Linked DNA regions of Sorghum bicolor: region 1 is linked to region 2. The links are chromatin contacts, called in public HiCAR-type maps. All regions are on one chromosome and are shown on one strand. Each heading gives the region's core, a stretch centred on a gene start, on an enhancer-like site or on the middle of the called end of the contact. The rest is flanking DNA. Distances are from core to core; before and after follow the strand shown.

Region 1 (4,799 bases), core at 567-3,066, 240 kb after region 2:
ATTATACATGCAATGATAGATGCTCAATCTCATATTCTATTCTGTAATCAATAGTGATAATTGCTAATCCCTTCCCAGTGGTAAAAATATAAATAACGATACCCGGAATACTTCCCGGTTAAAATGCTGCATCGGTATTAATCTGTGCGCTTGCAGATCCCATTCATTATTTATTTAGAAGAGCAATTGCATATTTCAATACCGCATCTCTTATATCATGCTGGGGATGACAACTTGGCTTAAGTGGTGTGAGGGATAGGTTTGGCATTTTTGGCACCGTTACTAGATTTAGAGAACTTAGTCTACTTTTGGTAATGATGTTAAGAATACCCAACACACATGACCCAATCAATTTCTAGATTTCTAAAGAAATTATATTTTCTTTTGTATAACTATAGAGGTCCATCAGTAATAAACCGTCACTTAAACTTTTGTTCTAGTTTCGCCCATGTGGATACCAGTGGCTCGACCACCATGATGGCAGTATGTTCACCATCGGAACACTTGATCAGAACATGGGCATAGCCGCATAGGAGGAAAGGAAGCACAGCTGCTAGCGGTGCCAACCCTGGAGAGGTGTCAAGGGTGCGATGGCCAAGGGCCCATGGGACTGAGGGGCTAGGCCCAGGTATACAATACAGAGACCCCTACTCCCCCCGCTGTGTAGTCTTTAGTAGTTTAGTATGTATACGCGAGCACCGTAACCCGTAGTAGCCGAAGAGGCAAAGACATGGACTCACGGAGCCACCGTGGACTCGTGTCTCACGGATACACAGAGCAAGCTGGCAATCGGGGCAGAGCACTCTATGGCGGATTCTAGACTCGACGACAACGCAATCACTCGACTAGGCAATCTGCAGGCTGCAGCCGATCATCACTGTATCAGTTCATCAGCCAATCAGGCCCTAGCCTGTAGGTATTTTTTTCCTTCATCATTTTCTTAATCCAAATTAAGTATTTGAGACTTCTAGTACTTGGTACTCATATAGTTATATTTTTCTTCGAATTTAGGTGTTAGAATCTTAAAAATAATACTAAAAACATTTGTCAGGGGCTCAGAAAAGAAAACGAAAAAACTAAAAGATCAATTTATTGAATTTTAAAAAGGTGTTATACATAATTTTTTAGCTTCAGGCGGTGTTGTGTCTGATTATAATCCTGTAGATGCACTTGATATTGAAGAACAAAGACAAAAGCAAGTTAATGATAATTTAAGTGGACAAGTTGATGCCAATGATAATGCCACAGAGAATGAAGATTAACAGTCTTTCTCTCAACCTGAAAATTCAATTGATGATGCTCAAAAAGCTTTTATTTATGATGTATTTATTTATTCTAAAACTTGGGGAAATCTTGATAATAAAGGTAGATATATATTAATTCAAAAAGGGACCCATGAGAGAATTGAGTGTTGGGTTTCTTATACATGCTCTTAATACTTGGGAAAATTTATAGATGTTTTATATATGGTCTAGAGGGATCGTGGCGGTGAGTTTGTGAGAGGGCTTTCAAAATCATAGGACCGACACTGCTGCTAGTTGGGGGAAGGAGCTTTTTACATGTATGCCATTATAAAAGATTGACCAAACCAGGAGGCCACTAAAAAATTGTTTCGCACCGCTGTGTCCAACTTCATCTTCGACTATACCCGTGTGCCATTTCGTTGCCATTCTGTTCGTTTTGTAACGTTTAAGGGGTCTGACACGTGGGTCCTGGGTAGAAAAATGTCCTTTTTGCCCTTCCCGTCCATAGACCACACGCTGCCGTGCTCGTGTTGCTCTCCCTGGCCGCTGACGTTGCGGGCCCGCCAACGTGGATGCGCTCCCAGACGCTGCGGCTCCTGCTCGCTGACTGCACTCAGTGCTCGGCTGCTGGCGCGGTTCGCAACACGAAAAAAAACAAAGTTTTAGCAGACAGGCAGAAGAAAGGTACGTATTGTAATCCTGTGATCCTGCCAGGACGGAACGTTTTGCATTTTAAGACCTTGTTTAGGCCTTATTTAGATGCGAAAAGATTTTGGATTTCGTTACTGTAGCATTTTTGTTTGTTTGTGTGAAATATTATCTAATTATGGATTAACTAAAATCAAAAGATTCGTCTCGCGATTTACACTTAAACTATGCAATTAGTTTTTATTTTCGTCTATATTTAATGCTTCATGCATGTGTCGAAAGATTCGATGTGACAGGGAATCTTGAAAACTTTTTGGTTTTTGGGTGAACTAAACAAGGCTTTAGTTGGCAAAAATTTTGCATTTTGAGAACCGTAACACTTTCGTTTGTTTATGGCAAATATTATCTAATCATAGACTAATTAGGGTCAAAAGATTCATCTCACGGTTTACAGACAAACTGTGTAATTAGTTTTTGTTTTTGTCTAAATTTAATATTCTATGCATGTGCCACAAGGTTCGATATGATAAAAAATCTTGAAATTTTTTGGGAGCCCAGAATCTGCACGGATCACGGGGTCATATTGTGATTCATTTAGTTCAAAAAATTTACAAATTTTTTTCAGATTTTTCATCAAATTGAATCTTTAGACGCATGTATGGAGCATTAAATATAGACGAAAATAAAAACTAATTACATAGTTCACTCATAATTTGTGAGACGAATCTTTTGAACCTAGTTAAGTCATGATTAGACAATATTTGTCAAATACAAACAAAATTGCTACCGTGTCCATTTTGCAAAAAAAAAAAACTAAACAAGGTCTAATATGGTCTTTTTTTTGTTTTGTCACACAAGGGAAAAATCACTGAGATAATTAATTAATTTGACTAAGCACCAGAGGGAAGGAAAAAAAAACTGGCAGACAGTGGCACTAGGGAAAAGAAGATTTTGTTGTCGACACCAATTGGCCCAGGGGCATTCAAGTCAAATGCCAGACCACTTAACTGCCGTTAGACTTCAAAATGGACGAAATGGCATACGGGTATAGCCGAAGATGAAGTTGGATACAGCGATGCGAAACAACTTTTTAATGGCATCCTGGTTTGGTCAATCTTTCATAATGACATACAGCTAAAAACCTCTGGGGGAAGGGAGTGGAAGTAGATCTGAGCAGCTGCACGGTTGTACCGCCTTTCTATTGAGTTGCTATCAGCCAAGTGGCTCTGCTTGATTAGTTGCATCGACCAGAGATACAGAAGCTGCTGTGGAGTTATGGTGAGTCTGAGTCCTAGTTGATCCATTTTCCAGTGTTGCCTTTGTAACTTATTTACAAATAACAAAGTCTTTTAAATGTAATGTGAATCCTTGACCTTGATTTTATTTCAATATGGTGTACAGGTGACTTAAGATGTGCAAACTGACATTCGCCTGAATGTTACCGTAATGACAGGAAAGAGGGACGGAACTGTGCTCAGTCATCATAACTTGAGTACATGCGTTTATATCAATAAAATGAGTGTTGTGATTCTTTGTTACGTTCTATAAATAGCTTGTAATCGGTTGAAATAACTCAGCAGTTTTCGGATTCCACTATGCCATTTTTTTTCCTGGTCCGATGTTACCATAATGCGATGGTAGGACTCTCCTGCAAGTCATCAAGGATGGCCGCCTCCTCCTTCCTAATCCTAGCTGGGCTTTTCATTTCATGCAGATGGGCTCCAGTAGCCCTACAGCCATGGACCCTACCCAACCACAGCCTAAAGTTTCAACTGGGCCGAGCCCAACGATCGGCTTGGGTGGGTCTCTCTCTTCGACGAGATATCGCCGGCCGCCGCTTCACGGTGTGCCCCCCGCACCGCACCCCCCCCCCCCCCCCCCCCCCTCCTCGCCGCCGACTCGCGCGACCAAGCGACAGAGCCCATGGCCGGCCGCCGTCACCGCCCACCGCCGCCGCAGCCGACGAGCGCGTCCGGCGTCGGAACCGTGACGAACCCGCACTGCAGGATCCCGCCGCTCTCAGTCTCAGGTCCGTACACCCTGAATTTCCCAAATCCTCGATGGGTTCCATTATTTGTCTGTGTCTTTGGTTGGTTGGATATTGAGCCGAACCGAAGCAAATGGAGAGCCTTGTATTTCACGTGCATCATGCAATGGCCTCCCTGTTGCTGCGATCCGTTGACAGCTGCATCCCCGATCCTTCATGTCATTCAGTTTCTAATAAGCATTATTCAGTACCATTTTTCTGTTCGGTTCAGAAAGACCATCCTTGGCTCAAAGCCTCAAGCACAAAGCTTGCCTCTACGTATAACCAGAAAGCCTCCACTGAGTACCCTTGGTCAATCAAGCAGGCCTTCCATGGGTGGCTGGGTTTCTAGAATTCAGAAGGACGCAGAGCACTTCAGTTGTAGCTGCTCGTCGATCAAATAACACCTGGAGTGATCCTTGCTGGTCTCGCGAATAGTGATCTGCTGTTAGTTAGGGCATGGTCATCACTAAATTCAAGATCATAATGTGCCGGAGGAAAAAAAAAAAGTCCAGCATGTCATTGTGCTCTCGGTCGAGTAATGGAATGCAGATGTTAAATTTCTAATATGGTTTACATATGGGGTTAGTTTTGGCATTGCAAGCTGGTTTTGAAGTTGTTTGTTATGGTATTTGGGATGTAGAGAATAGCGGGAGATCTCGATTAATTTCTGCACTATATAGTGATTGAGCTATGTTCTGATTCCTGCACTTGGTGTGTTTTGGAAGCCTTTTATATTATGTTGATTCATGCTTTCATCTTGAGGCTCTTATATATGAAGCGAATTTAAATATACTCATTTGTTGTCAGTCTGAAAAATATTTCTAGATTTGCCATGCTACTCAGAAATATTAGTACATCCTGCTGCAGATACCATCAAA
Region 2 (4,392 bases), core at 1,568-4,067:
ATTTATATCATGCCAATTATCAATTCATAAAATACAAGTTCTGCATCACAACATTGAAAGCATGGCCTTCAATACTGCCACAGAATCATGATATGATGCATTACGAAATGCATGAGTCATATAGGCACCACATATATAAAAATCTAGATCTCAGTTTCTAGAAGAAAGCCAACTGGTATCTCCATTACATGTATAACATAAAAAAACTATGGTAAATAAAACCAGGACGAAGCTAAAGCTACCTAAGAGTTCAAGGTCTTATTCTCTGTGGTTGCTATATATCATGTTATTGTGGTTATGAAACTAAACAACAAAAAAACTTAGTTCATTTCCAAATGGATGCAAATGATTCATATGATGGGAGAAAGACTGAAGGCCTCCAGAGTTTCCTTATGTGGTAAGAGTTATATGATAAAAGCATATGTCACTTGGCTAATGCAACTCAATGGAAAATGAAACAATTGGCTACTAAATGCTTGTCAACCACCTGATCAAATTACATCAATCTGCCTTTTCCTTTCGTAAACCAAGACTACTTATCACAACTCATACGGATAGCAGGATATAGTGGCTGGAGATGGATAGAAAGGTGCTCAATTAACAAGTCAGGACCAACAAGTTCCCCTACCAAGCTTCGTAATTATACCTGGGTAATAATCGAGATATGACAACCCGATTGCCTCTGTAACATAGCGCTTTGATGCACTTCGCAAGTGTCTTTGTCTGCTCACAGGCTTCCGGTCAGTGGCTTTTCTCCAAAGCTCTTCGTATTCGTTTTGATCATATGGTTGACTTAAAACAGCATTGAGTTTTTCATCAAATGTAGATGAACCACCGTAACTGATAGCAAGAGGTGTTGCTTGTTCATCTTCACATGCCTGGGCCAAAAGGTAGCTATAGAACAGGCAGCATCATTTGATGAGAACCAGAAATTATGCAAAAGAATCTTACGTTTAAATCAGACGGTTCAGCATAAAGTACAAGGCTACGCTCATCTGTGCAAATAATATCCTGACCATCAATGTTCTCTGAAGAAGGTGCAGCCATTTCATGTTCAGAAGGAATTTCGTTAGCCAGTGCAACCCCATGATCATATCTTTGCATGGTGTAGTCTTCCTCCATGTTTTCAAGTGGAGACACCAAAGGCAGTTCATTTGTGGAACTGCCAGTTCTCCATTCATCATATCCAGCTGGCATATCTTCTTCTCGCTCATATACAATGGTGACACCTGGTTCTGGCTCAATAACCATGAAACCATCCTTGAACTTCACAAGGCTCAGAAATAACTCATAAGATTCATCCACTGATGAGGTCGTGGTCGTCTTCTTTTGCACATATGATCTCTTTGGTGAAAAGGAGTAACTCACATTTCTGCTGGCAGCCTTGACCACTTTTACATCAGGTCGTTTGCCATCTGAAATGCCCGAACTTGTGCGCCGTGAACGGTTGGGAAAATTTGGGCTACTTTTGCCCTTAGTATTTCCATAGGACGTACAATCCTCCTCATACCGTACAGAAAAGGGCAAGCCATGGTCGCCCTTTGGCACATCGACGACATATGTATTCCCATCTCTGCTTAAATGTTCAAGGAAAAGTCTATAACATGGATCTATTTCAGAACCATGTCTACCAATTAGGCTGCTAAACACCTTGCCCTTCTTGCATGATGATCCGTACACAGTTTTCTTGCTCTTCATCACCATATTCCTAGATTCAAGATGGGTTTTCTTAGAAGTGCCACCAATGACTCATTATTGAATGAAGGGGAAAAAAAAAAGGAACACAAAATCAGAGGGCAACAACCAGGCTATTCCTGCATGCAAAATTGCATACTACGGGAACATCATATTGGTAGCCAACAGCATCATGCAATCTAACAAACGATCCAATGTAACCAAATAATTAATGTGATAAAAATGTAAACCTCAATGTATCCTAAATGCCTGACACTTTCCACCCTGAGCTGGGGGAAGTAAATTGGAGCCGATTTATTAAGCATAGAAATACCAAAACCCGGAACCTAAAATTAACCACTTTTTTTCCGTTTCGGTTATTTTGTACGAAATGAGTTTCTAGAACAGGGGTTTCTGTAAATCGCATTTCGGAAACAGAAATGCTCGGTGTTAACCCACACACACTGACGTTTGATGCCGTCAACAGGTAGCAGACTAGCCAGCTACAGTACATAGTAAAGTCACTAAGGAAACGAAGGTCGCATGCAAGTGACTCTGCCTGGGCGATGGAAGAAGAGACGGCACCTGCTTGCCTGCTGCCTGCTGCCTGCTTCCCTGGCGGCGTGACCTGCGCGGCGAGGAGCACAGAGACGGCGGCGTGGCGCGATGCGGCGGCCGATCTAGACGAGCTTGTTGACAAGCCGGCGACGCGGCCGCGGGCGAGGAGGTGACGGCTTGGGGGGCGGTGGGCTGTGGCGAGTGGAGACTGCTCCACCACGGTGACGAACTGTGGGGTGGTGCGGCCGTGCGGGTACGCACAACCCCTTTGCGACGGTGTCGGCTCGAATTAAGTGCTGATTGCCGATAGTTAGCATCAAAAACGGTACGAAATTTTGTTTACATTAGTTTAGTTTAGATCTGTTCGTATCTGAGTCTAAATATTTATATTTAAATTATAACATTTAATCGGTTGACATTATTCGTATTTGAATCTGAATATAGAAACAAATATGATATCAGTAATATTCATCCACATCCGATCTGTTTTCATCCTATATCACGGGCATATCTAAACGAAATGAATTAGTGTTTCTATGGAAAATAATTACAATGTTTTATGGGAGGCAACATATTGTGCCAGCGATGGCTGGCTGCAGTCGCTGGAATCGGTCCGTCCACTCCAATCCCGACGGCTGCAAGGAGACGACCTACTGCATGGTCCTCGGCCCACGAAGAGACGGCCTGGTTGTGTCTTTTTTTTCCTTTCGATGCAGAGGTGTTTATTTGGCGCGGCTCCAGGCTTTTTTGGCGCCAGGTTACAACACTTGCTCATGTTTTGGCGGGAGCTGCCAGGGGAAGGCACAAGGAGATTGTCTTGTCATCCCGTCCTGCGTGCTCAAGTGTCGGCCGACCATCGTCTCATTGCTGTGCATCCTCACGCATGTGCTTAGGTACCTAGGTGCTTAGATTCCAGATTCCATTTTACTCTGATTTGGTTCCTTTTGTCCTCCCTAGTGATTCATTCTATTATTTAGGGTTTGATTCAATGGAAGATCTGCATCATTGAGATGGAAAATCTGCATCAAAACTAAATTTGAATATTAAAGATGGAAGAGAAAAGGTGTGTTACACCATGACTATTCCTTTTTATCCATGAGATCCTATAGTTTTTAAGATTTGTACTTAGCATCACATATAGTATCTTCTATAATCATTAATTTTTATTTGTAGAGAGTGTTTCATTCCTGATGCGTTACCTCAAGTTGGCATGGAATTCAATAACACAAATGAGGCCTGGATGTTTTGGGTTAGTTATGGAGGGAAAAAAGGCTTTGAGGTTAGAAAAAGGTACACAAACAAAAGAAAGTCAGATGGAAAGATTACATCCTACAGATTTGTTTGTGCAAATCAGGGTCATAGAGTGAAAGATAAAAGAAATCGTATAATAAAGTCTCCAAGAGCAGAAACTAGAACCGATTGTGGAGTTCTCATGAGTCTTGTACTGGACCGAGAGAAGGGAAATTATAAAGTGACCGATGTGATTTTGGAACACAATCACATCCTTCAGTTGCCACAAGCTTCACATTTGTTGGCGTCCCAGAGAAAAATCTCAGAGCTACAGGGTTTTGAAATTGAGACGGCTGACAATGCAGGAATTGGGCCCAAAGCTGCACATGAGTTGGCTTCCATCCAAGTTGGTGGCTCACATAATCTCAGCTACACTCTTCGAGACCACAAGAACTATTTAAGGGCCAAGCGCCAACGTGAGATGGCATATGGTCAAGCTGGAAGCATGCTTAGTTATTTTCAAGAAAAAATTGCCGAGAACCCATCATTCCAATATGCATTGCAAATGGACCGAGAAGAACAAATAGCTAACATTTTTTGGGTTGATGCTAAAATGCTCACTGACTATGCATATTTTGGTGATGTTGTCAGCTTTGATACTACTTTTGGAACAAACAAGGAGAGTAGGCCTTTTGGAGTATTTCTTGGGTTCAATCATTTTAGGCAGACTGTAGTTTTTGGTGTCGTTCTCATGTATGATGAGACATTTGAGTCCTTCAAATGGCTATTTGAGACCTTCCTAAACGCACATAATGGCAAGCAACCAAAAACAATATATACTGACCAAGATGCAGCAATGGGAAAGGCTGTTAAGGAGGTCTTTTTAGAATATTGGCATGGTCTATGTGTTTTTCATATTATGCAGAACGC

The links. HiCAR-type assays count read pairs that join an accessible place to other places.
Region 1: a contact with region 2 is called in a HiCAR-type map of leaf, with 9 times the contacts expected there. The contact joins the promoter of LOC110431173 here to the promoter of LOC8065035 in region 2.

Annotation. Positions count from the first base shown.
Region 1 is chr10:51,327,396-51,332,194 of Sorghum_bicolor_NCBIv3, forward strand. It overlaps LOC110431173, which reads left to right and starts at 1,817. Exons shown (of 3, transcript XM_021449890.1): 1 at 1,817-1,928; 2 at 3,534-3,921. The coding sequence starts at 1,817.
Region 2 is chr10:51,086,180-51,090,571 of Sorghum_bicolor_NCBIv3, forward strand. It overlaps LOC8065035 (protein FAR1-RELATED SEQUENCE 5), which reads left to right and starts at 2,818. Exons shown (of 5, transcript XM_002437151.2): 1 at 2,818-2,919; 2 at 3,743-4,392. The coding sequence starts at 2,818. It overlaps LOC8079312, which reads right to left and starts at 2,502. Exons shown (of 6, transcript XM_021450418.1): 1 at 2,260-2,502; 2 at 952-1,708; 3 at 647-878. The coding sequence starts at 1,704.